2 separate regions of the Ovis aries genome follow, and region 1 is linked to region 2. The links are chromatin contacts, called in public Hi-C maps. All regions are on one chromosome and are shown on one strand. The core of a region is the stretch at or near the end of the contact, and the rest is flanking DNA. Distances in the headings are between cores, read along the strand shown. Region 1 has its middle 20 kb from the start of POLL. Region 2 has its middle 43 kb from the start of LBX1.

Region 1 (5,096 bases), core at 1,862-4,361, 250 kb before region 2:
TGGGAGCTGGGGCTGGAAGTGTCCGGACTGCGCGGCCTTTCGCTCCTCAGGCAGAGGTGCCCGATGGGGATGTGGCCTAGCGCGCCCCTCCGTGGGTGGGTAGACCTTCCCCATTACCGGGCAAGGGAGTAAGGTCTCTATATTCAGGACTGGTGACCTTGATACTGAACCTGGTGGGACCCCCTTCCTCAGACACCTCAGGTCGAAATTCTGTGCCTCAGTTTCCCCCTGCGTGAGTTCTGTCCTTGCTCCCGGAAGCTCTAAACTGGGGCACCAGGTGGGGTGACCCAGTGAAAGGGAATTAGTATGCCCCCGCCCCCGCCCTCGCCCCGCCCCGCCCCCTCCCCGTCCCCCCATTGATTACCCTGACCTCGCCAACCTTGAATCTAGAGCTTGGGGGAAGTAGAAAAAGATGGGAGAGGAGAGGAGTGAGTGATGGAAGAAGTGACACTGTAAAAGCAAATGGAAGGGAAGGATGGAGGAGGAGGAAGGGGAGGAGGAAGGGGAGGAGGAAGGGGAGGAGTAGGGCGTGGGTCGGTGGGTGGGTACGAAGAGGGGCTTAGCCCTCTTAGCGGAAGACTGGGGCTAGCTGCGCCTGCTCTGGGCTGTGATGAGGCCTGAGCTCTCCGCTGCGTCCCAGAACCATCGCTCTGCCAGTTGCCCCCCTCCAGCCTCCATGATTTATAGCTGGGCCAGGCCCGGCGACCTTGGATGGATAACTAATGAGGGGTCAATAACGCTACAGAAAAAGTGAACTGGTGAGGGAGGAGGAAAGAGGCCCATTAGCTGGTCCATCTCTTTCCTCCCGGCATCCTCTCGCTAAATCCCTGGGCCTCTCATTCAGGCCCCTCACTGGGAGGGTTTTCCTAGAGACTCTTGATGGGGTCTGAGGCCTTGCATATAGGAAGGTGGGTTGTGGGAGGCAGAGCCTGAGTCTCAGCATCTCCATCATCTGGTTCTTATTGAGAGGAGACCAAAACATTCTCCTTGCAGTCTGCCAATTCCCCTCTCCCTGTTCAAGGTCACCTGGGTCATCCTCTGGATCCCCAGTCCATTTTCAGCACTACAGGGGACCAGAGTTGGGGGGAAGGAAGCAGCTCTCTCAATACCTGGCCTCACTGAATGTATCTCCCTTAATTATCTGTCAGCATCAAGGTGCTGGCCTAAGCGCTTTTTCACTTTATAGTCCCATTTTGTGGATGAAGAGTCAAAGCTCAGACAGAGGAGCAGTCAGCCAAGGGAGGAGCTGAAACTTGAATTCAGATTATCTGGCTCCAAATCACAGCCCTTCCCTGCCCATCATCCCAGGGTCCTAGGCTCACCATTAACTCCTGCCCAGCTCAGTCTGCAAAGAAGACATCAAATGAGGGAGCCCTGAAACAAGGGCACTCTTTCCCGGAAGTAGGCAAAGGGTGACAGAACAACCCTGGAAGAAATACAGGGCAGTGGTAATGGGGTAGGGGCGCCATGTTAGGGCTTGATTGCTTATTCTTGCAACAAACAGGTATTGAGTGGCAATCATTTTCCATGCCCTGGGGATATGGGAGCAACACTGGGGATGTTATATTCCAGCATGGGGGTATAAAAGTGAGTTTCAGGAGGCATGCCTATGGCATGCAGCAGTGTGTAGACTCCCTGCAGCGTAGAAATAAGCCTGGGCAGAGGCGTATGCAAGGCACTTACTCCCACCCCAGGGAGGGAGACACTACCCATCATCTCAACCCCTGACTCCACATCTAAGCTCTCATATACTCCCTGATCCCCCAAACTCACTGCTGTCTTCCCCCAACCTGCTCCTTCTGTCTTACTTGATCAACCTGAGAGATCCCTAGCTCCAAGACTGGATATATAATTTTCAGGGCCCAAAGCCAAATGAAACTTCAGGCTCTTTATTATAAAATTATAAATAATTTCAAGACAGAGCATTAAACCAGGCACACAGGGCTTTTCTAAATGCACAGCCCCCTGGGCTGGCCCATGTCACACACCTAGGAAGACAGCCTTGCCTGGAACCTCTCATTCTCTTACTTTCCCACTCCTTGACGTCCTGGTCTTCTCCTTTTTTATGTCAGCAATTAGCTCAAGCCTCCTGGGTCTTTCAGGTGGTACTGTCACAGCCTCTTCCCTGCTCCAGCCTCTTTATAACCCCAGCCATTCTGGGAAGTTTCATTCCAACCACACTCAGTGCTATTTGCCTGGACTATTGGCCAGGCAAACACTGGGCCCCAAACAATCCCTACACTTTCTGGTTTCCATGCTTCCCCCCACCCCAAATTCAATTCCTTTGGAAAATTCATTCTTCCTTTATTCACCTCTCTGGGAAGACTTTCTGATTTTCCTGGAGGAAATCTCACACTGGGAAATTTCACATCACAAACGATGTTCTTGGGTCAAAACACAAATCATCTTCAGCCTTTGCTCACAGCCGTTTGTCTGCCATGCCTAGTAGACTTAAAATTCTAGAAGCCAAGGATGGTGTCATATTTGTCATTGTAACTCCACAGCACCTTGCTGACGCTAGCGTGGTAGGGACTCAGTTAACATTTGTTGATGCAGCTATGGGCATCTTTGGCACGTGGGTATGTTTGGAGTTCTTGAATTGTGTGGACAGTGTGAGGGTTTATGTCAACGCATGAGCGATTCTGCTTCTGTGTATGCGTATTTTCATATCTATCCATGTGGAGGCGTGTTAGCTGCATACGTGTGCACAGACATAGAGGTTTCTGTCATTGCGTACATGAATTGCCGGTGCAGGGGTCTGCATGGCTGTGTGTACGTGGATTTGTGTTGGTGGGTGCACCTGGCTCTGGGTGGCAGACATCTGCCCATGCACAGCATGAAGGCTTGTGTCTGTGCTCCCATGACGTGGGGGCTGTGCCTAGACAGGAGCTGCAGGTGTACAGTGCAAGGACGCAGGCGGCTGGCGCGTGTGCAGACCATGTGTGTGCACAGCTGCGTGTCCTGGCCGCGGGCAGGCCGGACACCCCGTGCACCGCTTGCTTCCGCCGAGCGAGCTGCTTTGTTCCTCCGCCGCAGGCAGCCTTGTGGGCTCCCGGCTTGGGCAGCCTGGGCCTGGGCTTCTCCGGGCCGTCGTGATTGGCGGCCCAGCGGGCCGCTCGACTTCCTCCCGGGCGGGCGGAGCCGGATCTGCTCCCGTTACCGGCGAAGGCGGGTAGGGGTGGGGGTGGCGGGGGGGGGGGCGCCAGGCCATCCATCTTCTGTTATTACAGCGTAATGGGGCTGCTCGGGCGCCCGCCCATTTGTCATTGGCCTCGTTCGCTGATAACGGGCATTTGTCATCACTTTCCTCTGAGCCAATGTCATCAGCGCCGCTGACAGGCAGGGATGGGCGGGGGGGAGGAGGGGCGGGGGGAGGAGGTGGGTCGCGAACAGGAGCACAGGCGCGCACACGTGCATGTGGGCCTGCTGGACACACGCTCCTGCACATACACACAGGCACACCGAACCTGGGGAGACACATGTCCCTGTGTGTGTGGATCGAGGCTCCCTGGAGACGGACACACAGGCAGACACACACTCAGAACAGCCTCATCTGTCAAGCAGATACTCCCTGCTGGAGATCCTTTTCCCCACTTGAGGAGACGAGTGCTTGGGGGGAGGGGCTGGTGTTCGTGGTTAATGGCAGCTCGAGTGCAGGTGGCCCTGGGCCAGCTCCCTGCGTGCACACGTGTGAAAGGAGCCACCAACATTTATCGTGCCCCCACAGGCTCTACAGGCTTACATGTGACTGTGTGTCCCAGTGGCAGAGTGTAGAGCACAGGGGGTCTCCCAGGCCTCTCAGACACGGAAACTTGAGCAAGTCAGCTGGGCTGAGTGGTGGGGTCACCGGGTGGTAAGGGTGGTGAGTGGTGGGGTGAGGAGTAGTGATCCCCACCATGCCTGCCTCCCAACCTTCCAGAGACAGTGTAGCCTGGGAATCTCCCTTCCACTCCTGACCCCACTCAGGCTCTGAGCCTAGGATGGTCTGAAGCAAGAGGGACTCAGGAAAGACTTCAGAAAGAACTTCCTGCCTGGAAAGAGTATGAAGCAATTTGGGGTAGGGATGGCACTAGTAGCCAAGAGGAGAACTTGGAAGAAAGAGAAGATCCCTTGCTGGTGGAGTGTCCTGAGCCCTTTGGGCTGAGCGAGGTACCAGCCCCCTGGGGCATGCATGACATGTCTTCCTGATGTTGCTTTCCAGCACATTCACTTCAGATGGCAAAGGGGACTCCGGTAGCACTTCTTATGGAGGAAGACCCCCCAGCCCCACCCCGCTCAATCTCTCTGTTTATGGCTATCTGGCACTTACTAGGTGCTCAATAAATAACTGTTCAATGAATAAATGATTGATGACAGGGTATGTGGAGGAGGGACGGGGTTGGTCTTTCTAGTCCCTCCCTGAACGGCCATCAGCCACTGATGGCCCAGATCTCATCTCTTGCCCTCCCCCAACTCCCTTCCTTCCTCCTTTGTAGCCCCCCAAATTCCTCCTCTCCCCCAGCCTCTCCCTCCTGGGCTGAGGGGGGATGGGTAGGGGAAGGTCCCCTGGCAGAGCAGGGCTCGCTTGTTCCTTGTAAATGAAGACCATAATTAACATTAAATTAAGGTAATACAAATGAAGGCAACATAGAGGCTGACAAGATGAGCGTTTGGGGAGGCAGTGGGGAGAAGTGATTCATATTTTTAATTTACTGTACGGATGGGCCGTGTGGCTGGGGAGCGGGCGGCTTGCGTGGAGGGGGTGTCGCCCCGCGATGTTTGCTGGGCTCTGAGCGAGCACACAATGACTATTAAACTCAACTGTCCATATAATGGGACAGATTTGACATGACGCCCACCAGAGCACCAGGAGCTTGGCCGGCCAGGCTGTAAATCCTGTCCACACAGCACCCTCCTGCCCACCTGCCCAGCTAGTCCATTTGGTCTAGGACTAGGGTGGGGTAGGCACAGTCCCCAAGGGGTCCATGAAGAGCCTTGGACTTCAGAAATGGGGGGCAACAAGAGGGTCCAGGCTCCTTGTCCCAGCTGAGCTCAGGATTGGGGGCCTTTGGAAGGTCAGGTCTCACACGTGTAAGGGTGAGACGGGTCCTGGTCAG
Region 2 (4,835 bases), core at 1,101-3,600:
GCTTAGCACAATGTCTGGTACATAAATAAGCCTTCAATACATGTTAGCTGTTGTTATTGTATTATTTTTATCTTTATTATCCCCTGCTGCCTTGGCACTGGTGATTTAGTTGAGGAGACTGAGGCCAGGCCACTCCCTTAGCCACCTGAGGTACTTGGCTCCTTTCACAAGGGCTTTCTGAAGCCCAGCCCTCTTGGAGAACCCTTCTGGTTTGTCTTTTATAATTCAGGTAGACAGACAGAAGGTTGCCAGGAGCTGAGATGATTGCTGGACTTGCAAGAGAACAAGACCGCCTTGACCATGTCTGCCCCCAGGAGAAGCCTGTCAGCAACTGTGGCCGTTTGTGGGAGGGCTGACTGCGGCCTTACTCCTGTCCCCCTGAAGCTCAAGAGGCATGTGGGCTGGAGGAGGGTGCTCACCTGTTTCCATCTGGGAGACTTGGGGAGAACACAGGTCTCAGAACGCCCCTATCCCTCTCCCATCCGTGCTCCTCCAGTTCCTCTCCCTCTCTGGAGGTGGGGGTGAGGGGTAAGCAGATCAAAAAAAGAGGGTAGTTAATGTTTCCCACTTGACCTTTCTTTCCCCAACCCCCCTACCCCTGCCCCCAGCGGGCGGGCAGGCTGAGGGGATGAATGGAGTAGAGGGCACGATTTTCACATTAATGGCAGCATATGTTGTGTTTATTGACACTGCAGGGTCCGTGCTTGTGGTTGTGTTGAGGGGGTGCTCCTAGGAGGCCACTGACAGGAGGGGCTGGGGAAGAGGAGACGGAGGGGAAGGCTGCCTGCGGGTGGGGAGGGGGAGAGAGGGGAGCCTGGGGGCTGGGGGGAGGGAGGCAGGAACAATATTGTTGCAGGAGCACACCAGGTGCTCGCTGTCAGCCCGAACAAAAAGGAAGAGTCAGCAACTCTGGGGGGGAGGGGGGAGGCGGGAGCCACCGCCTGCTCAAGTCTTGCAGCCTCTCCCTGTTAACCCCTGCTCTGCCACGCTGCTGAAGAGGGGAGGGGCATCGGGGTCTCCCCTCAGCCCAGGTCTATTCAGAGACACCACATCCCTGTTGGTTCTCTGGGGGACGTGGTTCCCTCTGGGGTTGGTAGTGGCAGGTCCTTCCTTTCCCTTCCTCAAAGCCTGAAGGGAAAAAAATCCCCTTCTCTGTTCCACTCTTTCCATAATGGGGGTGAGGAGGGGAGGGTGCAATATATACTCCTTGGGAAGTCAGTAAACCGAAGTGGCAGCCCAAGTGCCCTTGGGCTTCTGAAAGCAGCTGCAGGTGGGGGCTGTGTGAAAAAGGGATTTAAGAAGGGGATGATGGACCCTCCGATGGAGAAAGTGAGGCCCCCGACAATTCCCCTCTCCCTGCCATGGTGGCAGATTCCTTGCTTCCTGGAAGTCTTCCCAGGGTTGTCTGGCCTTGGGCTGGGGGGAGCAGGAGGAGAAGGGGACTTGGCCCGTTCTGTGAAAATGGCCCATTCTGTGAAGACAGCTCTCAGTCAGCTAGGAAAACTGAGCTTGCTCACTCCTTAGTCTGAAAAGCACTGGGGGCTCATCCTGGAAATCCCTGGATGGTAAATAGCAAAACAGACTCACCACCCTGGACCCTGTTCTGGAGGTCTGGGAAGGGCTCCCAGGTCCCCAGCTAGGGATTAGAGGTACTTCACTGCTTCCCTTGCCTCCGTTCCCCTTCCTGCAAAGCCCAAGGGAAGCAAGGTGCTTAGGGATGCTGGGGCTCCACTTTCAACATGCTCATTGCTTGGGGCCCTCCCCTAGGGTTGGCATCGGAGGGGAGGTTACCAGGAGGGGTAGGAGAGAGGGAAGGAGGAAAAGAGGACCTGTGAGAGGACCAGGTTGGGGGGGGGTGGACTGACCTTCCCCTACTCCCAGGAGGCAAGAGTTAGGGTTTATACTCCTCCCTAACTCTGAATGCTGATCTCCTGAATGCTGGCTGGTCTCCTCCAGTCTGTGACCTAACATTCTGGACCATTCCTTCTAGATGTTAATTCTCATCCTGGCTGTTCTCTTCCAGAGACCATGTCTTGGTCACTTTGGATGAGTCCTAGATCCCCAGGCACTGGAGCAGGGGGAGGGGAGGCTCTAGAGGAGAAGGGTGTCCTTTCATGTTCCCACCCTCTGGCCCCACCGCTGTTCGGCCACCAGGGGTCTCAGAATATACTGCATAGGCCTCCGGGGATGTCCACGCCCCCCCTCCGCCTCCCCGGGGATGTCCGCCCCCCGACCCCCCCCCCCGCCCGGTCCCAGGGCTGCACTTGAGGCGGACACTCCTGCCTGTTACCCTCCTCACCACCTGCCCCTTGCAGACAGGCAGCTCCAGTCCTCGAAGCTCGCGCTCCAGGACACCCTCTCCAGCGCGGCCGGCACCAAGGCCAGCGCAGAGGCAACCGCTCGCAACACTCGCCCGCTAGCACCCCTGCTCCTCCCGGGGGCTCTAGGCCCGGTCCGCGCCTCCCTCCCCGGCCCTCTCGCCGGGCTCCAGCTGCGCGTGGAGCGGTCCCGGCTCGGCTCCAGCTCCTCAACGGCCCCGCTCCCCCATTACCCTGATGTCGGCCCCTCTCCCCCTCGGCTTTATCGGCTCTCAGCCGGCTCCGCCAGGGTAATGAGGGCCCTCCTAATTACCATTGCACAAACTCCACTTACATTAACAGCTCCATCCGAGGAGCGGCAACATCTGCTGTGCTCAGGCAGGCGCCCCTCCCCCGCCCTGCGCTCCCCTTCCCTCGCCGCTCCCCTCTTTCCGGGTCCTCTCCCCCGACCCTCTTCTCCACCCTCTCTGCCCTCCTTGCCCATACCCTGCTCTTCTAATCTCTTCTCTCCACATGTTCTCCCCACCACTCTGCCAGCCAGGCCCTTTTCAACTTCGGCATCCCAGGAGCAGAGAGAGAGATCCAGGCAGCCGCAGGGCCCCAGAGGTTCTGAGCGATGGAGACACTCACAAGAGGCGGGCCGGGCTCCAAGAGACCCAGAAACACAGGGTCCCAGAAACACAACCAGGAAGCCCAGGAACAAGTAGAAAGTGGAAGTAACAGAGATTGTGAAAGAGATGGGGTGTGGGGTGGGCCAGACTATCTATGTGGAGCGCTGCCGGGGCCTGTCTTGTCCGGGGGCAAAGGTATGTGCACACTATGCACGCATGTGGACGCGTGTCACGTCCGGTGCATGCTCATTTTATTCAGCATCATGTCTGAGTATAAGTGCACATGTCAGTGTATGTGTGTGCATCTGTGCGCATTCATGAGTGTGTCTGTTAACCTATTATGTATCAAGTATGTAATTATACTTGCCTACATGTATCTTGGTGTTGTCTTTGCGACTGTGTATGTGTATGTGCACATATTTGTTTATCATATATGTAATGTTGCATGCACACACGTTTGTATGGCTTGTGTACATGTAGGATCCATGTTCAAAGTCAGGTGTGGATTTGGGTGAGATGCCTGTGTGCCTCTGGGTGTGTCTGCATCTCTGCATGCATGCCTATGCATGTGTGTATCATCTGTGTAATTATTTGATGAGAGTGGGAGCATGTGTGTGTTCCTGCTCCATGGGGGATGACAGGCAGTTGGGAAGACGCTGAGCCCATTTTATCTGAGGTTAACAGGGGTCACATTTCACTCCTGGAAGTCCCCCACCCTCCCCCCACCCCATACAATTAAGCCTCAGTGTGGTGGAAAGACTGCCAGCAGACATTAAGAAAGGTCAACAATATTATCAGCTCCTAATCCAATTAGTTACTGTTTATTTGGGAATCCAGCTCCAGGTCAGCTTCTGGGGAGGAGGCCTGGGAGAGAGGAGGGCATGGGATGGGTACAGGCTGAAAGAGACTATTGAAGGTGGCCAGGGCTGTATCCCTGCGGTTGGATGCTGGAGTGGGGGCAGGATCCCCCAAACACTGCCAAATAATGTACCTTCCACTGGCTACTTGGAAGCTGGTAGTTCTGGGGAAGGACCTGCACTGCACAGGAGGGGCTGAGACCCCAATCTCATTTCCAGAGATTGGAGTGTAAGAGAAGAGAGGTTGTCTCTGTCATCTGAGAGGCTGTCTGCCTCTTTCCAGCCTTGGGATCCCTAAAAGGTGGACTGGGAGCTGGACAGCCTGGCTCAGGCCTGTGGCCAGTTTCCTCCTGGATGGGAGTCAGAGGAGGAGATGTTGGTAAATGCACTATTAGCTCTTGAAGCCACTTCATTAATCCTGCCCTCTGTTTTATTTCCTCTTTTCTCTCCCACATCCTTCTCTGAGCCTAAGCAGGACCTCCCCTCCCTCCCACCCGAGGATGAGCAGGGGCAGTAGCTTGGGCCCATGGGGTCCCCAGGGTCCCTCTCCTGAGTATAAATAGTGGAAGAAACCCAAAACATGGACTGCTTGCCTTGGACAGGGAGCAGGTCAATGGGACTGAGGGCCCTGGGCAGGAGCTGAGTAGGAGAGGTAGTTTTCGCCCTGCTCTAACCCTCTCTTACCGCTCAAGGAAGGACAGTATCCTGGGTGCACAGGATATGCAGAGGACTAACAGGAAGAAGGATGGCTGCTGGATTCCAGGCTAGATTCCAGGCCTCCTCAGCTCTGCAGGCAGGGCTGACACTGTGGCCAAAAAGGGTGACAGGAACAGCCAAGCCCCAGGCTTAGCTCCTCCACGAGCCAAGCCTGGGGTCATTTTTGCTTGTTTCTTAAGGATAAAAGTCCATGGGCCTGAGCCCCCTGAACTTGATTGATTCTTCTTCCTGTCCCTAGTGCCCTCCTCTCAATATAGAAACCCTGCATGATTGTTTTTCTCCTTACTGCCCTTTCCAGGCATATAGTCTTGAAAACACATGCACACCCTAAT

What was found. A called contact is a pair of places that touch in the nucleus more often than the background predicts.
Region 1: a Hi-C map of mixed tissues shows a contact between it and region 2, with 3 times the contacts expected there. The contact joins two enhancer-like sites. A contact is called at or near these places in 8 of 16 Hi-C or Micro-C datasets (blood, hypothalamus, liver and 3 more).

The regions. Positions count from the first base shown.
Region 1 is chr22:22,088,731-22,093,826 of ARS-UI_Ramb_v3.0, reverse strand. No RefSeq gene overlaps it. Among named protein-coding and RNA genes, the nearest start is that of POLL, 20 kb to the left of the region's middle. Within about 2 kb of position 3,111, at least 4 of the 54 cell types and tissues checked have an H3K27ac peak or open chromatin away from gene starts, as enhancers often do.
Region 2 is chr22:21,834,481-21,839,315 of ARS-UI_Ramb_v3.0, reverse strand. No RefSeq gene overlaps it. Among named protein-coding and RNA genes, the nearest start is that of LBX1, 43 kb to the right of the region's middle. Within about 2 kb of position 2,350, at least 3 of the 54 cell types and tissues checked have an H3K27ac peak or open chromatin away from gene starts, as enhancers often do.